Regions from separate parts of the Mus musculus genome. Here region 1 is linked to region 2. The links are chromatin contacts, called in public HiChIP or PLAC-seq maps. All regions are on one chromosome and are shown on one strand. Each heading gives the region's core, a stretch centred on a gene start, on an enhancer-like site or on the middle of the called end of the contact. The rest is flanking DNA. Distances are from core to core; before and after follow the strand shown.

The links. HiChIP or PLAC-seq counts read pairs in DNA pulled down with a chosen protein or histone mark.
Region 1: a contact with region 2 is called in an H3K4me3 HiChIP or PLAC-seq map of craniofacial prominence, with 6 times the contacts expected there. The contact joins two enhancer-like sites. A contact is called at or near these places in 4 of 484 Hi-C or Micro-C datasets (cerebellar granule neurons, cerebellum, embryonic stem cells and 1 more), 9 of 115 datasets of contacts at active chromatin or transcription factors (the NIH/3T3 cell line, craniofacial prominence, embryonic basal ganglia and 6 more) and 2 of 9 other capture datasets (embryonic stem cells and embryonic trunk).

Annotation. Positions count from the first base shown.
Region 1 is chr9:41,764,476-41,768,050 of GRCm38.p6, reverse strand. Gm46143 (a long non-coding RNA gene) reads right to left here. Exons shown (of 2, transcript XR_001779341.1): 2 at 2,906-3,575. Among named protein-coding and RNA genes, the nearest start is that of Gm46143, 5.9 kb to the right of the region's middle. Within about 2 kb of position 1,355, at least 95 of the 459 cell types and tissues checked have an H3K27ac peak or open chromatin away from gene starts, as enhancers often do. A contact at or near this core is called in the NIH/3T3 cell line, craniofacial prominence, embryonic basal ganglia and 2 more, where this site is marked.
Region 2 is chr9:41,227,303-41,230,616 of GRCm38.p6, reverse strand. No RefSeq gene overlaps it. Among named protein-coding and RNA genes, the nearest start is that of 1700063D05Rik, 23 kb to the right of the region's middle. RefSeq lists an enhancer at 72-2,715. Within about 2 kb of position 1,661, at least 216 of the 459 cell types and tissues checked have an H3K27ac peak or open chromatin away from gene starts, as enhancers often do. A contact at or near this core is called in the NIH/3T3 cell line, craniofacial prominence, embryonic basal ganglia and 2 more, where this site is marked.

The sequences.
Region 1 (3,575 bases), core at 106-2,605, 540 kb before region 2:
TGGCATTACAGCAAAATGACCCTTCACTCTAGGGTATTTTCTGCTTTAATGCATCTCCTTGGATATCATATAAATCTCTCACCTATGGTCTCTCCTGTGACTGGTTGTTACAGGAATACAACCCACCATGGTTTACAGAGACAGACAGTGTAGGTCCTCACATTCAAAGGCTAACATGGCATCCCCATGGGAAGTGGGGAGAGGGGCTAAGAAGGGCAGCTTTCTTTGTCTTCTTCCCTGAGTTTCCATCTTTCTTCTTCTTTCATCAAACCTTTCCTAACTTAACCTCTCTTTGCTCTGCTCATCCCAGAACATGACTCGTTTCGACCTTTATTTAGCTTCTCAGACCTGGCTGCTCGTTAACTATTACTTACCTCATCTACTTTAAACAACGAGCTTGTGAACGTGTTCTTCTTATGCTTCCTGAAGGATAAAACTGAAGCTCACTGGGTCTGAGCCTGCCCAGGGTTGACCAGCTTTAAGCCCCAGTCTGGCTAAGCAGCAGCAGTTCTGTCTCCCAAAACCTCCCATCACCTGCATTGGCTTCTTCTTGCCTCTCTAAGCAAATCCTCTAACTTGGTTCATAGTTTATAGTGACCAACAACTCATCTTGTCTGGAGTTGTCAGTGAGCTCTTGTGCTCCTTTTCTCATGCACTGGTCTCTGCTGTTTGTTACCCTGAAGTCTGCAAGGACAGAACACGTGTGCTCTGTGTGCTCTAGTGATCCCTGGGAAGCACTCTCATACATCGGAAGGGACACCAAACCTGAATGCTCACAATATGAGAGTCCACTCGGGGCTTCATTTCTTATCTGTGTGGCCTTTGACTGAGCCTACTTTTCTTTACTTGATTGAGAGAGAGAGAGAGAGAGAGAGAGAGAGAGAGAGAGAGAGAGAGAAAGAGAGAGAGAGAGAGAGCTATAAAGCTTACCATAGTGACACATGCCTAAGAGCACCAGTACTTTCAAGGCAGATGCAGGAGAAGGAAGTATTCAGGACCTTCCTTGGCAACATAGCAACTTTGAGCCAGCCTGGGCTACCTGAAATGTTTTTTGCTTTTTTTTTTTCTTTCTCCACACACAATAGATATAACACCTATTAAACTTGCTAGGTGAGGCACTATAGAGACATTCCCAGCCACCTTTCAAACCCCCTCACAGAGCATGTCACTCTCAGGAAGTGTTAAGTCACGTGTGCTGATTTCTGAGCCTGGGAGAATGGTGTCCTGGGAGACTAGTACTTCATGTCCCAGCAAAGCAGCCTCAGCACAGCCTGGTGTTCTGGCCTGAGTTCCTGCTGGGTGGTGAGAGCCAATCAGCAAAAGCCTCGAGCTGTTCCTCCCCTGAACAATGGAAACGTGGAATGGTGTGACTGGCCAGGTGCCAGGCAGCTGTTCTGTGAGTCCTTGGAGGATAGCAATGGTCTCACATTGCAGAGAGGGATTTAGTTAAACCTGAAGAAGTATTTCCTGAGTATAGGCACCACGAGAGGTTGGAATGTAAGGTTAAGAAAGGCTTGAATGCCTTTCTTTGGGAATAGTGAAAAAAGAAGAAGGGGGAAAAGCTCCCCCAATCCATCTATGTGAGTGCTGTGCTGCCAAGAGGCAGAAAGATGGATTTGTTCCTTTGAGAGCAAGGAGTTGTCAGTATTGAGAAACAGGGTCTGCTTCTTCTCTCCCCTCACCTTTCATAATAGAGAACTCTTCAGTGCTCCCACAGAGCACCACAAGCCTCACCTGCTCTGATAACTGACCACACCATGCTTCTCCCCTCCCTCCCCAAACATCTGCTTCAGCTCTTTATCAGCATCACTTAACTGTACTGAGTGTGTAGCCTCCAGTGTGTTCAGGAAATGGGGTTCCCTGAAGCAAGAGACCAACCTCAATTAAAGCTTCAGGTGTCCAAACAGACCGTGGAATACACCACGAAATGTCACCTGAACTGCCTTCCCTCTGTGAGCAAGCAGCACTTACTGTGGGTTTTTCTTTGTGACTACATTCCCCAGAATTCTGTCTGCTCCTCCACAGCAAATGCATCCTTATTGGCTTTGTGAGTTAAGGATATGCAAAACCTTGTACTTCATTGTCTTACTCCTGCCAACAGAATACGTGCAGGTAAAAGTCACTGGTAAATCCCCCAGATGAAAGATAAATGAAGCTTTTGAGAGGTACAGTATTGGCGAGGCCTGGATCCACAAAATCGTTAACCTTTAGAATTGTGGAAGTCGTCAACCCAATGGTAAAGGGTGTGGCTTTCTACAAACATTGTGGTGAGCACCTTGGCGGAATTTCCAGCCCCACACAATCTCTCACAAATGACCTCACTCATCCAAGTGTTTTCAATCCTCTTAGCATCCTACAGACACACTTGGTCCTGGCCTGCTAAGAACAAAGTGCCGATGCCTCGGTTCAAGCTCAAACACTGTGTTTTCGAGGCTTGATCTTTATCTACTTCAAGGTCAAGACTATTTAACTGTGGGTTTATTTCATGGAACTGTACCATTTGCTGATTTCTTCCCAAGAGATCTTTGGAGTATTTCCTGGGCCTTTGGATCTATGAACAGCATGCTCGAACTAGAGGCCAAGAATCTGGTTTTTGTTTTTGTTTTTGTTTTTTGTTTTGTTTGTTTGTTTGTTTACAGCAAATGAAACTAAAAGTGCTTTAGATTTTAGATTCAAAAAACAGTTGGAGATATACCCATATATATATATGTGTGTGTGTGTGTGGTTGTGTGTATGGTATGTGTGTGTTTGTGTGTGTATGTGTGTCTGTCTCTGTGTGTGTGTGTTTAGATATAGATATATTTGGGACAGCAACCATGTCTAGACATGCAGTCATTTGCGTGTAATTTGTGTGTGAGGCCTGTTGTTGATGTTGCTGTAATAAAACACCACGACCAAAAGGGACTTATGAAAGATAGAGTTTATTTTGACTACAGTTTCAGAGGGGGAGTCCATAATGGTGGGGGAGGCATGGAAGCTGACAACGGGAGCAGCAAGTCCAGAGATCACTCCTGCAAAGACCAAACCCAAAGTAGAGAATGAAGCAGAACTTGGGCAAAGCTATAAAACTCTTAAAGCACCCCATCTCCTCCAGTGATCTTCCTCAAGTCAGTGCCACCTCCAAAGGTTCTATAACCTCCCCAAGCAGTGCCACCAACTGGGCAGTAAATGCTCGAATTCTTGAGCCTGCGGAGATCATTTCCTGGGCAAATGACCACAAGCTCTATGTGACTTTTAAATTAGCATCTTCAGAACCTCCACCATGACCTGCCATCCCCACTCCTTCCAAGGGAAGGGGTGGGAAGAGAGGTTGAACTCCCAATACTTTAAGATTTGGGAGACCTCTTGCCTTTTCTCTTCATCAAGGAGCCAAGTGTTGGTTTGACCACTGTCTCTATCTGCTGGTTCTTTTCCCACTAGGCTCTGTTATCAACAGCTCATCCAAAGCAAAATTGCCACCAATTGGAGTGGGAACATTCCATCTGTGTTCAAATCATCTCCTCTCCCCGGGTGCCGTGCTCTGTGCATGGAACATGCAGGATATCTAAGAAATGACAGATTCTGTTGTCACAGTC
Region 2 (3,314 bases), core at 412-2,911:
AGATAGATAAATTGTAATCTTCACCCTTTTAAAAAGTTTTAGAAATTTATTTGAGTCCAGTTACAAGCTGCCCTCTGACCCTTACATGCCAGTCATGGCATGGGAGCACTCATCCACACACAATAAATGTATACGCATGCATATGTGCACATGCCTGCGTGTATGTGTGGTTATGGGTATACTGCGTGCATTCTTGCATGCGTGCATGAGTTGTGTGTGTGCACACACATATGTGTGTCTGTGTGTGTCTGTATGCGTGTGTGTGTGTGTGTGTGTGTGTTTGTGTGCGCACGCGTGTGTGTTCATGCACCTCAGCGCTCATGCGGAAGTCAGAGGACAACTTTCAGAAGTCTTCCGTCCCCTTGAGGCAGGGTCTCCAGTGTAATCTTCCTGGGTTGGAGCACCATCTTCGGAGATAAAATGCTACCTAAACTTAAGATCAGTTTATTGCTAGCTAGATTATACACAGCATCACTCCATCACCCAATATTTACCTGGAGACTAACTGGTATCGGGCAATGGGTGATGGGCAGTGGGTGCTGTATTTAGAGCAAAAAGATCCGAGGTTGAATTTCATCATTGACTGTAGCACCTTCGGCAAATTAATTCCTCAGCGTCTCAGATTCTTTGTCTACGGCAATGGGGATAAGACAGTTATTATAAGAGCCAAATTAGCTAATGTGCACAGAAGCACTCTGCTTTTATGAATGGCTATAAACAGATTATGACTTATTAGAGAGCCACTCTGATCTAGGAGTAGCCCGACCGTCAGATCCCAGCACGTGGGGAGAAGAGAAGGGATAGGGTCAACCTGAGGTATGCAGTGAAACCCAGGGGAAGAGATGGGGAGAAAGTGAAGGAGAGAAGAAAAAGAAGAAGAAAAAGGTGCCGCCAAAAGGTACCCTGGCTTCAGCTCGCCTTGAAGTGGGTTATTGTCGAAGCTGCACAGGGAGGAGCTCTTTCTCCAAATTTTCAAGGGCAGAATTCTTAGCCAGTAACCACAAGTAGTTATTTTACCATCCATTCTCTTTATATTTCAAAAGACTCGGGTTCAAATGTCAGTTCCAAGTCTCTGTTTCTTCTCATAACAAATGGACCAAATGATATTCACTCCACAGGAAGGAGGGCTAAGAAAAATAGAGGCTTACTTGGGGTTTTCTGTCTAGGGATGTGTGTTCTCATCTGTGCTCCTCCTGGAGTGTCCCCTGTAAGCCCCGGGGAGTGGATAGGCTTAAGGAATAGGCCTCAGTTTTCCTTGTCTTTCTTTGCTTAGTGGCTCTAAAATCAGAGCCCAGCAGGAGAGTCGTGGGAGAGGCCTTCTAAGATGGGGTCAGAAACGCTCAAAGCAGTATTACTACCGATCTCCCTGCACTCCCAAGACAATAACCTTCTCTAATCACTACCAGATTCCACATTCGCGCCAGAAAGCAGCAGGGAGCAGTTGCCTTGACCCGCCAGGGCCTCCAGCCCCTCCCCGCCAGACGCAGACTAATGCGATACAGACGTCTCCCTCCCAGCACCGCTCTCCCACCCGCAGTCCCTCTCCAGACGGACATCGCTCTTCCGAAGTCATTTTTTGCAGGTCACCAGGCCACTTTTCCACGAAGCCAGGGAGAAGCCTGCACCTCGGGACTTCCTAGCTACCCAGAGGGTATTGTATTCACTCCTGGCGGAAGCCAACTTCAAAAGGGTATCAGGCGGGGCTTCTCACTCATTTCGATGGTACAACAGTGACCTCCAGTGGCAGAGCCGGGAGACAAAAAAAATCTGCAACGTCTCAGAATATTCCTGTCCTCATAGAAGACAGTCTACAATAGGACACGATTTCTCTTGTAAACAGCGTCTAGGACGACGACGACGGTGATGGACTCCATAGTTGCTGAATCCAAGCAATCCTGCAGAGATAGCCAGTGGCAAGTTTCCAACCCACGATCTGAGCTCCATGGCCTATCATTTATTTAGTACAGCTCCCTCAGCTCTTAATCCACTCCAGACCCCGCCCTGGTGCCCAAGTGGCTTGTGTTAATTCCACTGCTAGAAATGACCTCTTCATCTCTCTGCCTGATAAAATCTTCGTGTGATGATGTCAGATGAGAACATGCCACTTGGGGACACTTTCCAGATCATCCCTCCTAACAGAATTGATTTTGTCTTCAAAACCAAATAGTATCAAGGACGTCAATACTGCTGAATGCATTCGGCTTGAGAAGCAACACGGTACAGCACTGTTGTAGGGACTTCCACTGCTGAGAGTTCTAGGTGAAGGATGGAAGGGTGTGGGAGTGTCAGGCACATCTGCAGCACCATGACACATGCCTGAGGAAATGACATAAGAGAGGAAGGGTTTATTTTGGCCCACAGATTTGTATCTTTCTGTCCACTGTCATTGGTATCTGTTGGTTCCAGTCCAGTGTTTGGTGAGGCAGAACATGAGGGCAAAGAGCAAAGTGGCCCTCCTTGGGACAGATAGGAGATGGGAAGGGACTTAATAAAGACAAAATACATCTCCTAATACATCATTAGAGGCTACTTCCTCCAGTGTGGCCTTCCCTCCTATCTCTACCAACTCCCATCATATTATGAGCTTGTGAATGGACTGATCTACAGATTAGTTCCGAGTCCTCAGGAACCAGTCATCTTCCCTTCGCTCGACTGTTGACTGTCGCGTTGAGAATAGAGCCCTTCACATGTGATCCTTGACAAGGGGCACACTTCATATGCAAATTATAATTACTGAGCTCAGAATGCTGCAGACTAGTGGGGTGTGCACAGGAAAAAACAACTGCCATCGAGTGTAGTAAGGAGTTCCATATTTGTCTCAAGTAAGAGTCATCACTCCAGTCAGGGGGAAGAAATGCAATCAGAGACTGTCTAAATAAATGGAAGGGCTTTGCTTGGGTATTTGGGGGCTGAACGGGAGTTAATGAGGCAGGTAGAATGATTTAAGATGGGGGAAGAAAAGAAAAGATGCTCATTTGGATGTGAAATAACTACCTAGAAGTGATTTCGTTGCGACAAGGGGCAGCCCACGCTGGCTGGATTATCTATCACTGGATGTTTTACAGTCAAGAGATACTAGGCTGGAAGACTACTGAAAGCAGGATTGGGATCTTCCAAACTGTTGGCTATATAACCCAGGGTCATCAATGATTGCTGAACTATAGCATGATTCGGGGAGAATAAGCTCACGCATAAGCTAGAGTGGCTCACAAAACAGGATAAAAATCAAAATCTGGTTTCTGCCCATTAGTGGTTCTCAGATGCACTGGCATACGAATGTATTGGTCAAATCTCATCCACTGGGATGAAGCTAA